2 separate regions of the Gossypium hirsutum genome follow, and region 1 is linked to region 2. A link is a contact called in public Hi-C data. All regions are on one chromosome and are shown on one strand. Each heading gives the region's core, a stretch centred on a gene start, on an enhancer-like site or on the middle of the called end of the contact. The rest is flanking DNA. Distances are from core to core; before and after follow the strand shown.

Region 1 (6,151 bases), core at 448-2,947, 600 kb after region 2:
GTTCAAAAAAAAATATTTTTTAGTAAATTTGATGTATTATATATATTTTAGTTTATTTTATATAAAAAAATTTAATACAGTCGGACCGACTTCAAATTTAACATTTTTTTATCATAGTCGGGTTTAGATAAAATTTTATTCTCTTTTTCAAGTCGGGTCGAGTTTAAGCCTAAAAAATAAACTTAAAATTTTAAATTGGCCCGACCTAAAGTCAACCCGACCAACCTATAATCAAGCCTAAAGGGGACACATCATAATAATATAATTTAATAATATAAAAATATTAAAAATAAAAGTTGAATAAAATTAACAAGTTGTATTAAACTCGAATTTAACTCAACTTCATAATTATGAAATCGACATGAAATTTTATTAAAGTCAAATTGGAGTATTCTTAATAGGATCCCGAGAGCAAGTGGAAGCGTGGCAGTCTGGAAGCTTCATCAAGGGTAGATGGATTTTGCGGCATCAAGGATCGTCCAAGGACTAATTAAAGAACTTACGGGCCTTAAAAGTTCTAGCCAGCCCATCAACATTTTCATTATCCATTTATCTCTATCTATTTTCAATCTCCAAATCATCAATAACCCTCTTCTTCTGTTATAAAGAAGTGGTTTATAAATCAACCATAGGATTTATACGGTGAATGTGAATCTGCATAAAAAAAAAAAAGAGGAAAAGAAAAAGAGAATTACGTTTAATAAAAAGTGTGAATTAAATTAACATACCGCTGTATTATTACTTTTATATAAATTTTATTTTACATTGATTAATTATAAAGTTTATAAATTTAAAAAGTTCAATTAATCAATTTGAGTTATCAAATTAAATTAATAATTAATTTACCATTAGATTCATAATAGAATATTAAATTAGCAAACTTAGTAGCTTATTGAATTGATATCTTTAATTTTAACCATTGAAAATTATTTCATATGATAAAATATGATTAATAAACTTTTTCACGTAAAATTTAAATATTTTAATTAAGATTATTTTTATGTAATAAATTATAATTAACAGGCTTGCTTATATAAAATAGTAAGAATTTTACTTAGATAATATGTTATTATAAATAAATAATTTAGTAAATAATGTATTTTATACCAATGATTGATTTTTTTTATAAGTGAATTTTTTTTATAGTGAATTAAAATAAAATATAAAAAATTGATTTTACTAAAAACTTGATTATTATAGGGTATAAAAAAATCTAACATAAATGTAAAAATATTTCATCTTTTCATGAGAAAAATAATACTATATGGTTTTTTTTACGTAGTAATACATTTTTAGTGATATTAAATCATGTGACATCCAAATTATAAATTGAAAGAAAAAAATATGAAATCAACATCAAGGTTGAAATTAGGATTTAAAGAATATTAAATCTCCCAATTTAATAATTTATCTATTTTGAAATTTCTTTTAAATTTGAAGTTTAAATTATTTATTTTATTAAAAAATAAAATTATTATAAACATAATAATAAAATTGTTATTATTATTATTATTTTTTGCTGTATGCTAACTCATTATACAACTCAAGGAAGCATTTAATAGTAATAGAGATTAAAGGCAAAAATTGCTGATTTTTTTATTTAATAAAAATACCAACGTTAATGTAATTTAAAAAAAAAAGAAAAAAGAGAGTAAACTTTATATAAAACAAAAAAATCCAGTAAAAGACAACAGAGCGTATAAAACTGTTGAAAGTCCCATCCAAGTAATCTGACAGGTGGGACACCGAAACATCGGATAGATTTCTTCACATCCAAACCAAAACACACAGCAGATTCACAAACCTCCCCATTCACTACAAATTCAAGTTTGGGTTTTCTTTCTTTCTTTTTTGTATGCTTTTTTGATTGTTCAAAGAAAGGGTATGGTGCGCTCCAAAGCCTCTCTACTTGATCTTGATCATGATGATCATCATCAATTGATGGACGGTCCTGATGGGGATGTTGGTGCTGTTCCCCCATCTTCTTCTGATGTCTCTTGCTCGATTTGCCTTGATTTGGTCTCCGATACTGGAGGTAGATCCAGGGCTAAGCTTCTATGTGGTCATCAATTCCATCTAGGTAATTTTAATTTTTTTCTTAATTATGCTGTTTTTTTTTAAAATTGGGGTAAAATGATTTTGTAAGTTCTGTCGCTGCTTATTAACATCTCATCCGTTTTTTTTTTTGGTAAAAAAATCATTTATGCGAATTATTTCTGGCTTTTTATCAATGAAATTATGATGATAGAAGTCTAGTTGAATAATCTTTGTCAGTTTGATATAATTGGTTGCCATTCAAAAAGATGTGTAGCTTTAAGGAAAGTGCCTTAAACAGATGAAGCAAACTTCATGCATTTACTGTTTCTGCTTGAACCATGATTTTATGTGTTCTTGTCATTGTTGGTTTGGGTTATTTCCTGCTACTGGACCCATATTTGCAGATTGCATTGGTTCGGCCTTTAATATGAAGGGGGCGATGCAATGCCCGAATTGCCGAAAGGTAGAAAAAGGTCAGTGGTTGTATGCGAATGGATCCAACCGATCGCTTCCTGAGCTAACCATGGAGGACTGGAATCTTGATGATGATTATTATGAGCCAGTTTATTCTGAAATGGTAAAGCAAATTCCTATGTTTTCTATTTGTTGGTATTGTTGTTTATTAAGCATACATCAATCAGCTTCTGCAATTAGCTTGTTTCTTAACTTGATGTGATGTTATGTTTTCAAACTCTTGACATGCATCTAATGGCATGCCTCAAATTCTAGTCTCTCAGTTCGATATAAATTATGACTTGTCATGTGATATGTGTTATCTTTATGCTACTCTTTGGCTTGGCTCCGTACAAAGGACGGAAAGGAGTATGGATGGAAAATTTATTTATCTGAAGGTTAAAATTCATAATTAGTTTCCTACTTTGTAGCTTAACCATTAGCTTAACAAATTTTCCATCCTATCTCATTTCCATCTTTCATACCAATCAGGGCCTTCATGTCTACGCACTAACATGCATAAATATAAGCTTCAGTGTTCACAGAAAGAAAAGTTTAAAAACCGTGATTCATTTATCTTCTTTCTATTGTTTTCTGTTACAGAACTTGTTGTATAGGTGCCATATGTTTTTCTTCTTTGAATCCACTTTTTGTTAGCTATTATTGAAAGTGTTGGTTAATTCTTGCTTACAATGTGTTCTTCATTTGAGCTTTGTGATCACACTGTCTTAGTACCTTTTTTTTATAGCAGCAATTTAGAGCTCAGTGGTGTCCATATGGCGAATTCACAAGAATCGGTTCATCATCTGAGTAAGCGTTATCTCTCTTTTTGAGGTGTTGGTTTCATTTTGACCATTTTTTCTTGTACTACAATTGCGGGACCGTTTTAAATCATTTTCTCTTGAATTGTGATATGGACACTTTAATTGCAATAGGAGTTTTTAGTTTTATTTATTTATTATATATCAGGTTTTACTAAGAGTTTTAGTTTTACTTATCTATTATATTAGGTTTTTATTTCCTTCATAAACTCTTAAGTTAGGAATTCTATTTTATGTCAATTAGGACTCTTTCCTTTGTCATTAACAGTCTATAAAAGGCTGTCAATATGAAATAAAGAGGAAAGCAATTATTCTATCAAAAGAAACATTATTTTGAGAGGGGGTTCAGTCAATGACGAATCTGCCTTTTGAGTAACCATAGGTCGAAGCAAGAATTCTTTCTCGTCTAGACCTGTGACTAGATCCTACGCCACGGCGCATAACAACTTGGTATCAGAGTTAGCTATCATGGGTGACGAAAAAACTTTGACAGCCAAGCTGGAGGCATTTATGGAACAAATGGCTACAAGGCAACAAGCATTAGAGGAGCAGATGGCGATTTTATCTCTTTCGGTCCAAAAGACAACGAAAGAGAATTTAGAAAAAAAATAATGAAGAACAAGGCAGCAGTGGAGGCAAGAAAAGAAATTCAGATTCACAACACGGTGGGGGCATGGTGCCAAGATACTCCAAGATGGAATTTCCCACTTATGATGGTGTTGGTGATCCTTTAGGATGGTTAAAAAGATGCGAAAATTTTTTTGGTAATCAGCGGACCAACGAAGAAGACAAAGTCGGCTTAGCTTCATTCCATCTCTTAGGAGAAGTACAATTGTGGTTTGATCAAATCGAGGAAGAGGAGGCAAATCTAGATTGGGAGCGCTTTAGAGAGTGTTGTCATGTCAGGTTTGGGCCACCTATGAGTAATAACCCCTTGGGGGAATTTGCAAACTTGAGACAAACTGGACGGTAGAAGAATATCAACGTTAATTTCAATCACTACTGGCTAGGACTACTGATCTTAAACCTCGACAACAAGTAAAACTTTTTACTGCCGGATTAGTAGAGGAACTTAGAATTGATATCGAGATGCAACAACCGGGAAACCTTGGAGTTGCAATGAATATGGCTCGAGCTTTGGAACGGAAACAAAAAGTCCCTTCCAAGATGTTATCTCAAACCAATCTAAACTGGTCAGCTTCCCAAAACATTGGCAGCAATTCCATTATTCCAACAACTAAGAGCTTTGCCAAGGGAGGAGGACAAACAATAGAACCAACAGGGAACAACGGCAAAATAGGTTCTTCTGCACCATTTATTAAGAGATTGACACGGATAGAAATGGCGGAAAGAAGGGCTAAAGGACTGTGTTATAATTGTGACGAGTCTTATTCCATGGGACACAAATGTAAAAAGTTATTTTGGATAGAAGTACCAGATGTTGAAGGCAAGCAAGATGATGATGAGATGGATGATTTTGGATAAGTTCTGAAGTTTATTTTGAATTTGAGCTTGAGGACAAGCTCAATTCCGAGAAGGGGAGTAATGATATGGACACTTTAATTGCAATAGGAGTTTTTAGTTTTATTCATTTATTATATATCAGGTTTTACTAAGAGTTTTAGTTTTACTTATCTATTATATTAGGTTTTTATTTCCTTCATAAACTCTAAGTTAGGAATTCTATTTTATGTCAATTAGGACTCTTTCCTTTGTCATTAACAGTCTATAAAAGGCTGTCAATATGAAATAAAGAGGAAAGCAATTATTCTATCAAAAGAAACGTTATTTTGAGAGGGAGTTCAGTCAAGGACGAATCTGCCTTTTGAGTAACCATAAGTCGAAGCAAGAATTCTTTCTCGTCTAGACCTGTGACTAGATCCTACGCCAAGGCGCATAACAAATTGTTTGTTCAGTGCTGGACGAATATATTAACATAATTGCTCACAACAATTTAGCTGCATATTTGGAATTTTTTTTTCTGATGTTGGTATGGGCATTTATTTCTTTAACTTTCGAGCTTTTTACCCCCAACAATTTAGCTGCATATTTGGAATTTTTTTTCTGATGTTGGTATGGGCATTTATTTCTTTAACTTTCGAGCTTTTTACCCCCAAAATAACATTGGCCTCCTCACTCTGAGAGTAGAGTTTCTAGTCAAAGATTTCTCTCTAATTAATTTGAGGAACTAGACTAACCAGGTTGAAGTGATTCCATCTTACCTTGAGCTGGTTTAAGTTAAAGAAAATAGATTATTGGTTTTATTGCTACCCATTCTTTGGAAATTGTTACATTTTTAAAATCCTTGATTTTTAATTTAAGGGATTTACATCTACCTTACTTTGAGAATCTTATTTGGATAAATTTTCCTTGGATAGATTAAGTCATTTAAAGAAATAGTAGGGTTAACAAACATTGGTTGCCAAATACAAGGTTTTAAAATTATAATAGAAGAATAATAAGTAGCTCTGAATGTTCTGCAGGTTTCGAACTTTCTTTTCAGTTTTGATGTATCTTTTGGACTACCATTTTGATTCAGCTACTGCAGGTGTTTTCTATTAATGCCAATCTCTCATTTTCTCCTGTTCGCCTTGACAATACTGTAAAACAATAAGGAAAAGCAATTGTATAAGAATCTTGTTGTCTGTTTTCTGAAAATGCCAGGCGGTTCCTTTCATAAAACCTTTGCTGCTATCTGACATGATTCTTTATATATATTTCAGGGAAGTTGAATCTCCTTCGACTACATGTAAGTTTTTTATGATTACTGTTGCTTTCTTCCTCCCTATTCTCTGGTGACTCAATGAGGCAGCAACTATGCGACTCAAAAATGAAATCCT
Region 2 (6,015 bases), core at 538-3,037:
CCATTCCCCCAGCTCGTTTTTTAAAGTAGTGATTAGATTCTGCTTTCTTCTTCTCAAAGTACGGGTATGAAAAAATTTGGTGTTGCGATCTCCTAAGACTAACCAATCACAACGAGCTTTCTGAGGCCAGAGAATTTCCTCATGATACAAAACATTATCCAAATCTTCTCTAACTTCTATTTCAACTTGTCTGAGAAAAGCCGAGTTATTTCTGTTACGTTCGATCTCAATGTTTTGTAGTTTCTTAGTTAAAAACTTCTTTCGGGTAGGAATATGGCCATACACATTTTTATTCCATCTTTTGACTAGATCAGTAAACTCGGAGTGTATCTTCGGCATATCAGTAGAAAGCCTCCAATTTTCTTTAACAAAATTGGAGAACCCAACCTGCTAAAAACCTAAATGAACGCCTTTGCGAGGAAAGAAAGTTAGGCATCAAAGATAGTTTAAGGGGTCTATGATCCGATTTAAGTCGTGGCAAGTAAGTCACAAGAGAACTAGGAAAAAGAGTACACCAAGCGTTATTACAAATAGCCCTATCCAGCCGCTCCATAACCCCCCTCTCTGCCAAGTGAATTGCAGACCTCTAAAGCCTAAATCTTGCAACAAAGCGGAATCCATAAGTTTATCAAAAAATGGGCATTTTTTTCCTAGTGACCGACCCCCTCTCTTCTCGGTAGGAGAAAGAATAACATTAAAGTCACTAATCGCCATCTATAGAGCCCCGTCCGCTGGAATAGTTCTCCACAAAACCTCCCATAAAATTCTTCATTTCTCTGATTCGTACTGGCGTACACAAAAGTAACCAGAAGAGGTTTACTAAAAGAGGTACCAGAATTTCTGACTAACACAAATTGCGAATGATTTTTTAGAATCTCCATACAAATAGATTCTTTCCAACCAATACAAATACCACCTGAAAAACCCACTGCCTCTACTCGATGTGAGTATTGAAAACCAAGTTTCGCAATAATCGAATCAGCTTTTATCCCACTGACCCTCGTTTCCATAAGGCTGATCAAATCGGGTTTATGTTCACGATTATACTCATGAAAAACCCGAATAAGCTTCGAACTAGCACTACCCTGACAATTCCAAGAAAAAATAGTTAAATTCATAACTAAAATATTAAAAAATGAGTACTACCCATTCAAAGGCCAAATGGAAGCTTGATCTCCCTCATTGTTGGTAATGACCGTATCAGAAAGAGCCTCCACTTACTCACCAATAAGCTTTGCCATGGAATTCATAGCATTAGGGAGAGAGACACGGGAATTTCCAGCAATTTTAAAAAGTCCCCTACGTCCACGAATTGTCTTATTTAGAGCTCGACCACTTCGCCCACTTCATTTTTTATTATCAAGACCATGGCCTTTTGAAGGAACGGATAAGATATTCGCATCACTTGGTCCATTATTTGACCCTTTTGTTATGACATGATGATCCGAATTTCCTTTAAAAGTAACAGCCGAAAGTCTTTTGGGATCTAACAAGCTAGAATTTAATACCACCTCAGATTCAAAAGGACCTTCAAATGTAGGATTAAAATGCAGTGAGGAGCTTTTATTTTGTAAAATTGGTGACGGACCCGTCTGTGCTCCGCGGTCTAGAATCCCTGAATCATTTAAATCCTGCTTGTCTATTAAAAATGATTGAGACCCATCAGAATTTAGACTGATATTTTTTCCTAAAATTAAGCCTCCAATCGCCAGACCTTTCCTAGTGTTACCATGTTCAACTTCCAAAAGAACTGGCCCACTAGACTTATCCTTCAGCCCAATACGACTATTATGACCCATTATTTCCTTTCCCATATTATCTTTAGCCCGCTGTCCATAAAAACCCCCAGGCCTATTCTCTTTTAAATTCCTAATAAAATCACCTTTTTTAAAAACAACCTCCTTCAACCCCGAAGTTTCAGCCCGTGACTTTCTAATCCCTGATTTTTCAACCCCCAAATCTGTCAATTGATTATCATCAGAAATTAAAGCCATGAATCTTGACCCATCACGATTTTCTTCCGTTAAACTTGCATGTTGATTCGGCTTTCCGACTGGAGTACGCCTAGATTTGCACTGAACTACCATCCATGGACCAAAAGCGTCAATCACTATCACTGGATCTACGTCCTTGTCCGCCGTCACAGGTACATCTTCCTTCTCTCCTTGTATGCTCTGTTCTGCCAAAAAAGAAGAACAAGAAGTTTTTAAATGACCATATTTTCCATAATGAAAGCATACCGTGGGAAGAGCTTCAAATTCAACTCTTTGGATCCGGCCATTGATCGATACTTGAGAAATAAGTGGCTTATGCAGATCAATCGACACAACCATTCTTGCAAATTGACCCCTAGCCCCACTGTCCGTCTTGAAATCTAACTTCATTACTTGTCTAACTAAGCTCCCTATCTCTTCTAAAATCTTTTTCTTATACAGGAAGCCCAGCAATCCTGGGAAACGAATCCAGGCCGTAACCACATTTGGAAAAGGTTTCAGTGGATCGAATTCAATTGTCCAAGGCTGAACAGTTAGATAGTGACCAAACACTATCCATGGACCTTGAGTCAGAGCCAGGTCATAGTCTACCCTGCATTGGAAACGGACAAGGAAATATCCATTTTTGATATCCATCAGATGAAAAGGTTGAGAGGGTTTCCAAAGGCTAGAAATACGATTGTGTAACGCCCCGTAACCTATGTTCCATCCTAACAGCTTGACAACTACGATAGTCTCCATATCCCTAACTAAAAAATTCCTTATAAGCTCCGAGAAGTCAATGGCAGGGATTCCATTAATGGAGGATCGAAGAATGTCACCTTCTTCAATGACGAAGCCTCCATTAAAAATAACATCACCGGATTCAGAAACATTCCTTCCCATAGGTTTCTTTTTCCAAGAAACTTCTTTGATTGGAATCATGTCAACCACCATATTGTCTATTGAATCTTTTCCCACCTCTTTGAATCTGACCTTTTTGGTGTTGCATTCTTCATCAGTGAATGTTTCGATACAGGTCCGGTCATCAGATGAAACTGTAAAAGCAGAAGCCATAATTTACTTTTTTAGTAAATTTTTTTAATTAAAGTGAGTTTTTTTTTTTAATTTCAAAATATCGCACCAATGAATTTGATAAAAGAATTTTAAGTTAAACGATAACAAGACCTAAAATATTGAAATTATATTTTATTAAGGTTTGTATTTGACCTAAATTGGATTGTTAACTTGCCTATATATAGTTAAACATAGGTTAAGCTTGAGAGCTTTTGGTCAAGCCATTTTTAGGGCTTAGTTTGTAGATTTAAGATTTTAATTTAGTTTATTTCTTTTAAAAATAGTTTTATTTTCTTATTCTTCGACTTGGATTCGATTTGAGCCCATGTCTTCGTTATTTAGTATTTTCATAATCTTCTTTTACATTCCTCTTGCAAAGAAAAATATCTCGACAACTGTTAAAGGCTTTCGCAGATCCAAGCACATCCAGTTTATTAAACGGATCAATTTCTATCCGCCTCTCATTTTAATTTAATTTGTGTGTTTTGCATGATTAATTTAATTATGATGAAGATGGTTATTGAATCAATGAGTGACTAACTCCTTTAGGGAGATTAACAAGTGGATGTGGGAGTGACTAATGGAAAAATGAGGGTTTCCTATACGAATTAGTTGGTATAAATTTATTTGATCTTAAACCCTAAAATTAATTTCCTTAGGAAGTAATCTAGGTTAAATGAAGTCGAGAGATAAGTTAGTTGAGTAAACCGTGAGTTTATCCCGATCAGGAAAGTGAGCCAAAGATAAGTAAGTATTGGATGATTAATTAATTGGTAAAGGTCAAGGGGTAATACTAGTTAGTTAATAACTGATTCACTAATAAAACTCCAGTTCTGAAGTTAATTACAACTACTAAAGCGAGTTAATCTTTTGCTTGTATTTGAGAGTTTTTCATTTTTCAACTTCATTTTAGTAGTTTAGTTTTTATTTTACTATCTTAATCTTTTATATTAACTATTGTAATATGATTTTTAGTAATTATTGTTTAGATATGCTACTGTAGATAATATTTTTAGATTTAATTCAACCTCCCTTGGGTATGATTCTTTGAATACTTCCTACTGTTTTGTTGTAATAAAAAACTATATTACAATTTGACCTGTTCACTTACAGATACTAAACTTATTTTATATATTTTATTTGCACGATTTTTACTCTAAACGTTCGCATGTTTGGAGGTGGCCAATGACCCATACCCTTAAGTCATGTTACAAAATAAGGTTGGAACACATCCATCACAATTACAAGACTAAGAGTAATATGAAACTGATGAATATGCATAAATTAAGGACCCTTTAGTACATGCCACTCGAGGCCAAAATTACAATAAAAGAATATGATACTCTCGGATGATAGCAATAGTGTGGGGTAGTGATATGCAAGGTGAGCCAAGCTTTTGAATCCAATTACCTTCACACAAAGACATCGACAGTTTAAGCATAAAGCTTCGTAAGATAATATGAAAATACTCTTTATACTTACCTTACAAATAGTGGTTTAGATACCGTACAAAAGAGTATTTAAATAGATAGAAATCATAGAAATGACATTTAGTTCACATTTTCATAAATAGAAACCCTTTTTGAAAGAAAACACATACAAATATATATAATAAGTATATATATTCAGTTAACAAATTAACATAACCAAATAATTCAATTCATGAAATCGGGCTAATTTAAATTCAACCCTTAATACGATAAGAAAAACAAAATTTGGATACTTGGGACTAACTAACCAAACACACCATAGTAACATGTCATATCACTAAAGTTCGAAGACTAGAACATAACATATCTGTAACGTACCAAAGTGCTACACTTGAATGTGATTTACGCTCGAAAGCTAAATCACAATTGAAATCACATCTTTTATAAATCAAGCATGCACATCTCATTATTGATATGCCGAGCGAATCTTAACTATTATCCAAGCTAATAGGGCCTTATTTTGTTATTTACAATTCATCAAATCATTTCTATTTCAACTAAATTTCAATTTGGATAATAATTTTTTTCGCTTATACCACTATAACATGAATCAATAATATCATTCATGGCATTATGCCACTATAATAAAATAATTAACATATTCTCATAACCTTGCCCACTAAATCATTGTTAAAAGAAAATTTTCATGAGGTTGACCATTTTAACATAATTCAACATAGTCGAATCACCACGTAAAAGTACAAAATCATAATTTATCCAATGTATATATTTAATATGCATACTCATACTCATACTCATTATAGTAAATATAAAAGAATTTTAAATATATGGTAAGCATAATCAAGAGTTTCCATAGAATCTTACCAGCAAAAGTCTTAAAACAAAATAGAAACTTGCTTCATCCTTCAATCACTAGCTTTTATTTTCCCTTGCTAGTATTTTTTCCTTTCAATTTCTTCTATAAATAACAAATACCCATTAATGAAAAATCATTAAATAGTTATTAATATAGCTCAACAACCTAATAGTTTGAAATAAATGTGAAATCATGCCGAGGAGGTTTTGGTATTAAATTTAAATTTGTTTTCTGCAATTAGTAGGATAAATAGGAAAGTTAAAAATTACAAAAATGATTTTATTTTATTTTCCTTTTGTTGTTTTTAATTTTAAATTTTGTTTGCTTATTTTTATTATGTCTCTAATTTTAGTTTAGGACTCGAAATGGAAGCACTCCAATCAAGCCACATCCTGATCTGGAGTGATTTTTGAAACGCAATTGTTAGTTAATGCAAAAGGATCCACCCGTGGTAGCCGGTTTACCTTTGGGAAAATCCACTTTTTGATGATCCACCTGAACCACAAGTGCAAATTCGTGGAGAGTTACTAATGGCTCAAAGGATGTTGCACGAGTATGCACTACCAACTTTAGATGTTGTACGAGGTAGCATTGAATGAACGATGATCAATGTCAATAATTTTGAGATCAAGCTGGCTACAATTCAGATGATCTAAAA

The links. Hi-C and Micro-C count contacts between places; a contact is called where the count stands out from the background.
Region 1: a contact with region 2 is called in a Hi-C map of leaf, with 3 times the contacts expected there. The contact joins the promoter of LOC107926888 here to the enhancer-like site in region 2. A contact is called at or near these places in 2 of 34 Hi-C or Micro-C datasets (both in leaf).

Annotation. Positions count from the first base shown.
Region 1 is chrA08:94,347,614-94,353,764 of Gossypium_hirsutum_v2.1, forward strand. It overlaps LOC107926888 (E3 ubiquitin-protein ligase RFI2), which reads left to right and starts at 1,698. Exons shown (of 6, transcript XM_016857828.2): 1 at 1,698-2,080; 2 at 2,442-2,614; 3 at 3,242-3,300; 4 at 6,035-6,060. The coding sequence starts at 1,885.
Region 2 is chrA08:93,746,839-93,752,853 of Gossypium_hirsutum_v2.1, forward strand. No RefSeq gene overlaps it. Among protein-coding and RNA genes, the nearest start is that of LOC121205336, 31 kb to the right of the region's middle. Within about 2 kb of position 1,788, at least 9 of the 9 cell types and tissues checked have an H3K27ac peak or open chromatin away from gene starts, as enhancers often do. A contact at or near this core is called in leaf, where this site is marked.